Regions from separate parts of the Rattus norvegicus genome. Here region 1 is linked to region 2. The links are chromatin contacts, called in public Hi-C maps. All regions are on one chromosome and are shown on one strand. Each heading gives the region's core, a stretch centred on a gene start, on an enhancer-like site or on the middle of the called end of the contact. The rest is flanking DNA. Distances are from core to core; before and after follow the strand shown. Region 1 holds the start of Ets2 (ETS proto-oncogene 2, transcription factor). Region 2 has its middle 95 kb from the start of Ets2.

The links. A called contact is a pair of places that touch in the nucleus more often than the background predicts.
Region 1: a contact with region 2 is called in a Hi-C map of the A7r5 cell line, with 2.0 times the contacts expected there. The contact joins the promoter of Ets2 here to the enhancer-like site in region 2. A contact is called at or near these places in 2 of 12 Hi-C or Micro-C datasets (the A7r5 cell line and mammary epithelial cells).

Annotation. Positions count from the first base shown.
Region 1 is chr11:48,489,607-48,494,522 of GRCr8, forward strand. It overlaps Ets2 (ETS proto-oncogene 2, transcription factor), which reads left to right and starts at 1,451. Exons shown (of 10, transcript NM_001107107.1): 1 at 1,451-1,675.
Region 2 is chr11:48,393,675-48,397,985 of GRCr8, forward strand. No RefSeq gene overlaps it. Among named protein-coding and RNA genes, the nearest start is that of Ets2, 95 kb to the right of the region's middle. Within about 2 kb of position 1,722, at least 4 of the 93 cell types and tissues checked have an H3K27ac peak or open chromatin away from gene starts, as enhancers often do. A contact at or near this core is called in the A7r5 cell line, where this site is marked.

The sequences.
Region 1 (4,916 bases), core at 201-2,700, 96 kb after region 2:
AAGAAGGCCTTCCTGGACCAAAGAAGTCTCAGAGTACCCACGGTCTCTGGAGCAGAAGAGGTGGGAACAGGCGGTCCTGTTTTGGGTACCTGAGCTTCAAGAGATCCCTATGTGTATCCATACCAAGCTTCTCAGGCACGTGGTCAAGGTGTGAGCATAGGTGCGGGGAGAGAGGGCCCACAGACACACTCCTTCAGATAAGTCCGTACCTTCTGCTGGTTTTTTTTTCTTTCCTTCTTTAAGTTAGCATATGCCGCTCCATGTCTCCATGGAAACGGAACAGGGAATCTGTCTTCTATTTAGGGAGTTCCTCCTTGACCTGGGTTCTCTGGTCCAGACCTGAATTCACACGGAGAAGCCCTGAGGAAATATCAATCCCCTGTGAACCTAGCTGTTTTAGCTTAGTGGATTGGGCCTTGACTCCTGCAAAGGTGATACACTAGAGAGAAGTATCAAATGCAACAGTATCTTGATTGGCAACAACTTCAGAAGGGGAGTTGCCATGGAAACCAGGAACCCTGAGTACAAGGGAAGGTGGGACCTTCTACTCCCTTCCCAGCAAGTCTGTCCTTGTACCAATCGTCGGTCCCGCGGCCTTGACTAAGCCTGCCATTTGCAATTTCCTACAAATCTCGGGTATCGATCTAAACTCAAGGAGGAACGCAATAATATTGAACGTACACCTATGCCTCCGGACCAATCACATAGGTTTCCAATCATGGACTCGGCGCCTTCTCACCAAAAAGGAAACCACCCTCTGGCTGGTGTTTTGACCATGAGTTTGGGAGAGTCACGTTGGACTTGGCATGTTGTTGACCTGGCAGACCATGTTAAGTAAAACACCAGTGCTTTGAAGCATTAGTAAGACTAATAATAGATGGCGCCGGAGTGCTCAGCTAGGTTGGCGCTAAGACTCGGCTCAGCCCTAGGGGGCGCTATCCACACCTAGGTAGTAGGAGGGGCCTCCCAAGACTCAAGCGGCTGCGCCACGTTCTGCTCTTCCACTCGCGACTCCGCCACCCGCCCACTTTGTGCCTCCCTAACCCCACGTAAGAGTCTTTTCACGTCGGAGGGACCAGAAATCAGGACCCACACGTAGCTCCAAACACAGGACCGGTTCTACCGCAGAAGCCTAACCACTCAATCCAAGTGCCACCAGGGCCCCCAGCTTGGACCTGCAGACGGCCGTGCGCCAGGGAGACGCGGGCGGACACGGCCCTGCCCTTCTAGCTGAACCTCCTGGGCACAAGGCCCAAGCTGGGCCTTAGGAGCAGGGGCCAGCAGGCAGGCGACAGCCGGCTGCAGGGGCGCAGGGAAGGGCCCGGGAGCAGCGTGGATCCGCCGCTGCGGGAGCACACTCTCCTCCCACGCCGGCCTCGCGCTTGCTCCTCCTCCGCGCTCCCTCCGTCACCCCTGCTGTCCCCTCCCCCGGTCCCCTCCGGCCCTCCCCCAGCTCCAGAAGAGCGCGCGGCCAGGGGATCGGGCTGGTTACTTCCTCCACCGCGGTGCTGAGCACGGAGTGGACACCACTAAGGCCCGCCAGTCCCTGCCACCGTCTCCGACCCCGCGCGCCCGTATCGGCCCTACGCCTTCGTCTCGCTGGGCCTTGCCGGCCGGGACCGCCGCGATCTCCTCTCCCCGCCGCCCTCCGGCTGGCCCTGCTTGCTGCGGCGCGGTAAGAGCGGCCCCCGTGCGCGACGTTCCTCGGGAGGGACTCCGCCCGGGGTGGGGTGCAGTGCGGGCGGCCCCTGCTCCCGCCGGTTGATCGCGCGCCCCGGAGCCTCTCCAGCTGGTTCCTAGGCACCCAGTGGCCTCAGCCGGGGATCCGGGAACCGGGCCGGGAGCGGGCAGCCCGCTTTTGTTTTAGGGAAGCCAGTGGTCGCTCTGTGCGGTTCCTGCCTGGGGCGCGGGTCTGTGTTTCTCCAGGGGGCTTGAGACACCTGGAGAGATGGCCGAAGTAGCCCCAGGTTTGGGGTGACTTGAGTGGGAGAGGAGCTAGGCCTGGGAGGATGTGGGGGTGTCCGACGCCTGAAACACCTGGGAAGTTGCGGCTCCCGGGAACATGTCACCTGCTCGGCCAGCTCTCGGTTCCCCTGGACCCTGGGAAGCCAGTACGGGACACGTCCAAGTAGGGGTGCGCGTGGCTGTTCTGCTTTTATTTTCCCCGTAGAACATATGAATGAAGGGGTAACCCGAAGCGTTTGCATATTTGACCTTTTTTTTTGGTTTTAATTTATTATTTAATCTCATAAGACTTGTACTAGCCTGCACTCAATTTCAGGGGAGCCTAAAATAGTAGTTGACTCGCTACTAATTTAGAAAGTAAAGCAGTGTGCAGTCCTGGTTGGAGACAGGAGTCATTTACTGTTGAGAGAGAGACTTACTCCCTGCTGTGAAAGCTCCTGCGCCCTTATCAGTCTGCCCACAACGCCAATCGGGAGATACATCTCCGTGTTAAGCTTTTATTAAAATCTGAGTAATCTTGCAGTACAGTTAATGTGAACACCGCGCATCCCACAGGGAAATAGTCAAACTCTCATATATGGAATTAGTCATTCATCTCTCTAAACTGATCGCTAAGCGAAAAGCAAACCAACCTTCAAAAGGTTTTTTTTTCTTTTATTTTTTTTAACCTAAATTTTACCTAAATACAAACCTATGCTCTTTTATGTAAGTGATTACCTGTTCCAATAAGGATACAGTTATCCGGGAAATTCTTGTTTCAAAACTTAACTATTCTCAGCCATTACATTTCTGCCATTTTCTTCCATTTCTTGTACACCCCCCCCCCAACCAAAGTACCAAAAAGCTCTAAACTTGAAAATTGATTTATCTAGAGTCTTGACTTGTCCCAGGGGTTAGCAAGCACATCCAGTAGGATAAATGGACTTAAATTTGATTAGCCGCGTGTCTGCCTGAAGCCATTTAGTAGAGGGCTTTAATTCTACATGGTTTTTTACAAAACTCATTAAAAGCCAGGCAACAAAGGAACCCTGTTCTGTAGCCAGTAATTACAGCTCTTTATGTGGGAGTTTGAGCCTCCCTTTTCTGCTCCTGTTTGTACACAAAAGGCAGGGGAGCTCTATTCTAGATCTCCAAAGCTATTCTCTGCCTATCTCAGAAGCGAAGAATCACGGTGAAGTCCCCAAGTGTCTGCACATTGGGACCACAGAAAGCGCTATCCGACTGGCCCTGGAGGGAACATGTGGACACCTCTGTCTGTGTCGCTGGTTTTCTGAGGGTGGCTTGTGTTTAATCAACAGGTTACAGGGCTGACTTCATCTAAGTAGGCGACCTGAAGTTCTCAGTTGGCGGGCATTTCCTAGGGCTGAAGTGTGACAGAAAGGCCTGGTTTAATCATAATTGCACACTCTGCTTCAGTGGGCTGTGGTAGGCAAAGCCCACTCAGCCATGGCTAGGATTTAAGGCCCTACTGATCTGAGGTGAACCTCCATAGACACCCCCACAGGAATGTGACCCGGGCCAGTGACTCAGTATCATCGGGCCTCAGTTGTCTCGGAATAAGGTGATTTTCCTTTTGGAACCCGCGCTCAGGAGGATTGAGGACGTGGGACTTGGTCTTCCCATCAGGCATTCTGTCTAGCCTTCATCTGTGAGGAATATTGAACATTCAGTGAGTGTAGCTAAATAATATACCAAGGGAGAGCCTGAACAAATATGCCTTCTCTGGAGACTGCACAGGCCCTGCTGTGACCTTACCGGGAAGGTGGCTCCTTCAATTCGTCTCAGCTTTTCTGGACTATTCTAACCCAAATCTGCAATCAGAAGCCTCCCCCAGGATTCCTTTCTGCTCTCGATGCCTTCTATCAAGGTGTGAGTGTGCACATGTGTGCACTCACTCGCACATGCTGCACATGTCGGTATAGGCATGTGACTAGTATGTGTTAGTAGGGAATTGTTAAGCCATCTGCCATTGGCCATAATGTTGACTATAAAAAGACACAAGAAAGGGGAATCAAAGGAAGTTTAAGTAATTCTTTGAGGCTATGCTATCTGCTGCCTCTAGTGAGTTCTATCAATTGCATGCTAATTTTAGTGACAGTGTGTGGTTAGCAGGTGGGTGCGCATGAAGGAGAGCGGAGGGTGGGGGCGGGTGGGGGTGGGGCTGAGGTTTGCACACTCCACACCATGGAGCTATTGAAGGCTCCAGTTCTGTAGCTCAGAGCCTGGAAGACAGGAGCTGCCGTAGAGTGATGGTGTGTGGAAATGAGGTTCGGTGACTGGGTCCGTCTAACACTCTGTTACTGTTGAAGGGCCTTCCTTTATTTAGTGTGTCACTTGCTTAACTCGTAACTACACGTTAGGGCCCCAGAAAAAGAAAATTTCAGACCCCTGCAAGTCACATTTTTTTTCCTTCAAAACAGTCTTAAGAGGTCAAATTGATTTTACCTCAGTCAACCTAATGTATTCACAACATTATATAAGCACAAAGTAAATATCCAAAGTACAGAGACATTTTTCTTCTTCCTACTAGCTCTTGAGAACTGACGGGTCTCCTCAGAGCCTGTCTCCCTTCACAGTAGCAGTGTCCAGTGCCAGTAGCCACAGGTGGCCAGCTGGTAGTTGCTTGGTTGGTCAGCCCAGCTCTGGTATTTAAGCCCCTACTGTTAAAGCAAGGGCTACCCTCTTGAAGAAACGCAAAACTGTGCTACCCATAAAGGAGAGATGTTCTCAGATCTCATACTCAGAGCCCAGGATCTGGGACAGTATGAGGAGCTGGGTGTTCAGGGTCATGTGCTTCTGAATAGGCCGGAGAAGAGATAGCGAGAGAGCGAGAGCGAGAGCGAGAGCGAGAGAGAGAGAGAGAGAGAGAGAGAGAGAGAGTTTTCTTGTTCTTCTTGAGAGCTACTTTGCCTGGATCCCTTTAAAATAAGAACTCCCATATCCGAGTGTGT
Region 2 (4,311 bases), core at 472-2,971:
TTAATGTTTGTGTCTCTCTGCTTCCTGAGTGCAGACGCAATAGGACCAGCTGCCTCACAGTCCCACCTTCACACCTCCCCACCATGACTGTGTCTCACATCAACACTTGAGCCCAAATAAATCCTTCTTCCTTAAGTTGCTTCTTGTCAGGTATTATGTCCTGACAAGATCAAGAATTAACACATTTGTCTGACTTGTTTATTTTTGATTCCGTGTCCCACATTCTTCTTACGGTGATTTTAAAATTGTCTTTCAATTCATTTTCTTCGTTTAACATTTAATGACTCGCCGGACTAATCTGATGTTCTTTGTGATGGTGAATTGTGACTGTCAACTTAGAGGAGCTACCCAGGAGGCCAGCCTCTGGCCAGGTGTGTGATTAGGTTAACCTCTGGATAAACCTATACAGGATGATCTAGATTCTGTATATAATTGAGGTGGAAAGGCTCACCCTAACTGTGGGTAGTACCATTCCCTAGGCTACGGTCCTGGGCTGAATAGAGAGGAGACAGCAATCTGAGTGCTAGCCTTTGGGTCTCTCTGCATCTGTATTGTAGATGTGATGTGACCCTATCCTTCAAACCCCTGCCACCATGATAGACCATACCCTCAAACTCCGAGCCGCAATAAACCCTTCCTTGCGTTGCTTTTTTTTTTAAGATTTTATTTATTCATTTTATATATGACGAATACACTGTCACTGTCTTCAGACACACCAGAAGAGGGCATCGGATCTCTTTACAGATGGTTGTGAGCCACCATGTGGTTGCTGGGATTTGAACTCATGACCTCTGGAAGAGCAGTCAGTGCTCTTAACCACTGAGCCATCTCTCCAGCCCCCTTGCGTTGCTTTTGTTGGGTCTATTTTATCACGGTGATAAGAAAAATCACCAATATACTCCATGCTAAAGATAAGGATAAGAAAGGAAAATTTAAGAGGAACCGTAGAACCATCCATGGACTCCAACCGACCATGAAGGGGTCACATTATCTAACTTTAATGTCTTAGGTGAAGTCCTCTTTCTGTCTTTAGTCTCAATGCCATTCGGGGTGTGGCAAGGAGTTCAGAGTCAGTGTTCATGACCTTTGAACTTTCTTCCATTTCTTTCCATATATCTAATACAGAAAGCTACTAAAGACTCTCTGGACCTAGCGGGTATGAATGGGCCCCTGAAAGAGAAGCAGACCACTGTAAGTGTTCTCGCCAGGGCACTGAGGCAGACACAGCCTGCAGCCAAGATCAAGTAAATTGAGCTAGCCCAGGATGCTAGTCCACGGAAAGGACGGAGGTAGGTCAGAGGTACCAGTGGGATTATGCATGAGGCCACCACCACCGGTCCCAGGAGGAATTGTCCCAACGAAAGTTAAAAGTCTATGACAACCAGATCTAATCCCAGAGTCTGTACATGTAGTGACAATTAGAGGAACATCTTCTTTTATGACCACCCTCGGTAGACACAGTGCCAGTCCCTCCACAAGCCACTTTGCCCTACATGGCCATGAGCTGTCCCTTTGTCCTGTACAGTTGTCAGAGGGAACAGTTAACAAGGTCTGGTGCAGCAGGGAGCTTCTGTGAGTGACACCTAAGAACAGTGTTTATGTTTTCTGCTTCTCTGGGGTTGTAGGTAAGAGAAGCTGACCTTGCGGCAGCAGTGAATCACTTCCTGTGGCCACCACTCTGCTCATGGTACAGCTATTCTTGACAGCTGTATAAAATTCTAAATCCAACTCTGGGCATGCGTTTTATTTGTTTAATGAGAACCTAATAAGTTACAGTGGGGGTGGAGGCAAAAAGTGGGAAGAACTGAGTCAGCGAAGAGAAATGTAAGAAACACCCTTGTTGAAAGAAAATAATTCCCAACAGCGGCAGTGGCGATCTCTACAACTGTCACAGGGAAAATGAGAAATCCCGTTTAGAGCCAGACCTGTGGTGATTTCCCACTTCCTGTGGAAGAACTGCATATCTTTAAAGCGAGAGAGTGCTGCCAGGCTCCCGTAGCATCTACAGCAAACCTCAGCCTTGACTTGGCAGCAGGAATGATGGGAACCTCTCCCATTCTTTACCAGATCTGGTTCCTTCTCTTTAGTTGAGATGCCAAGGAGTCCTCTGCCTGGGATTAAGCTGATGAGAGTGGCTGTGAGTGTGTCAGGCGTGCTGTTGTGAGTGTGTCAAGTGTGCTGCTGTGAGTGTGTCAGGTACAATGCTGTGAGTGTGTCAGGTATGGTGCTATGAGTGTGTCAAATACAATGCTGTGGGTGTTTCAGGTGTGATACTATGGCTGTGTCAGGTGTGATGCTCTGAGTGTGTTAGTGTGGTACTGTGAGTATGTCAGGTGCAATGCTGTGAGTGTGTCAGGTGTGATGCTGTGAGTGTGTCAGGTGTGCTGCTGTGAGTGTGTCAGGTACAATGCTGTGAGTGTGTCAGGTATGGTGCTATGAGTGTGTCAAATACAATGCTGTGGGTGTTTCAGGTGTGATACTATGGCTGTGTCAGGTGTGATGCTCTGAGTGTGTTAGTGTGGTACTGTGAGTATGTCAGGTGCAATGCTGTGAGTGTGTCAGGTGTGATGCTGTGAGTGTGTCAGGTGTGCTGTTGTGAGTGTGTCAGGTGTGCTGTTGTGAGTGTGTCAGGTGTGCTGTTGTGAGTGTGTCAGGTGTGCTGTTGTGAGTGTGTCAGGTGTGCTGTTGTGAGTGTGTCAGGTGTGCTGTTGTGAGTGAGTCAGGTGTGCTGTTGTGAGTGTGTCAGGTGTGCTGTTGTGAGTGTGTCAGGTGCAATGCTGTGAGTGTGTCAGGTGCAATGCTATGAGTGTGTCAGGTGTAATTTTACTCAGTACCAATGGAGAGTGCACTGGCCCACTATAGCTACTGGAAGAAGTGTCATGACTGGCAGCTGAAGCACCACAAAATTGTCTCCTGTTCTGGAGGCTGGAGATCCTGATGGAGGTCTCAGCAGGGCTGACCTCCTCTTGACGTATGAGGGGATGCCTACCCCAGGTCCCTTTCCTTGGCTATTGGAATCCACCTCCTGTGCTACCTTTCCTCCAAGCCTTGGGCTGCTGGCCCCTTCCTCTTCTGTCATTTCACGGTCCACACGCATCACATTTTTACCAGCTTTGCAGAGCGCAGGACATTGCTCAGGAAACCCTTCCCAGACATCAGCTGAGTGAGTGCTGAAGACCCCAAGGAGGGCACCAGTGCCATGTTTTAAAATGAGCTCCTCCTGTTCTGTGTTCTGTGCCTAGGGTCAACTAGCCCCTTCCATGAAAGAAGACAATTGTGAAAATATTTGGAATGTGAATGATTGCAGACTTAGGACTCCATGGACTCTGACTGCCCTATTGCCAAGCTGGGACCTGAGCCCTATTAAGGGATGGGTTTTTAAAAAAATTACCTATCTACTTATTTATTTAATACATATGAGTACACTGTAGCATCTCCAGACACACCAGAAGAGGGCGTCAGATCCCATCACAGATGGGTCTGTGCTGGATCCACCATGTGCTTGCTGGTAATTGAACTCAACCTCTGAAAGGGAAGCGAATGCTCTTAACCAGTGAGCCATCTCTCAGCCCCTGGGAATGGCTTTTAAAGTCCTAAACTTCAGTGGAAGACTGGGAGGAGAGAACAGATATGGTGGAAAGCTGATGTGACCTTGGAAGTGTGTTATGACCCCAGACATCCAGGTGACGTGAGCCATCTCACCAAGAGAGTCCTGAAGGATACGATCCCACAAGAGTGTTTCCACAACAAGGGAGCCAGAGGGGCTCAGAAAAGCAAAACACATGATTGACAAGACAAATGCAAACTAGATTGTGAAGAAGGTTTTTCTATTCCAGGAACAAAGCTGTCCCCACCACCTCTCAGAAGCAGCACAACTTCATCTCTTACAATTTCTCTAAGATTCATTTATTCTTGTTTTGCATGTATGAGGATTTTTGTGGCACATACCTAAGTGTACCACATTCATGCAGTACCACAGAGGCCAGAAGGTGGAGACTGATTCCCATGGAACCAAAGTTATGGACAGTGGGTGCTGGGAACCGAACCCAGAACCTCTGCAAGAAGAGTGAGTGTGCTCAACCACTGAGCCGTCTCTTCAGCTCCACCCCTGACTCCATTAGACTAATAAGAGGTTAATGGAGTTCCTGTGGTGCTGTCCCCAGGAGTGGTGGTTCCTGGTGAGGGCTCTCTTCTTGCATTTGAGTGTCTCCAGGGATGTATAGGATGGGAGTGGTTTACAGAGACACTGAGGTGTACTTTTAGAGACCCATCTGCAAATATGGCCACCCTGGCAGCTGGGACTTCAACATG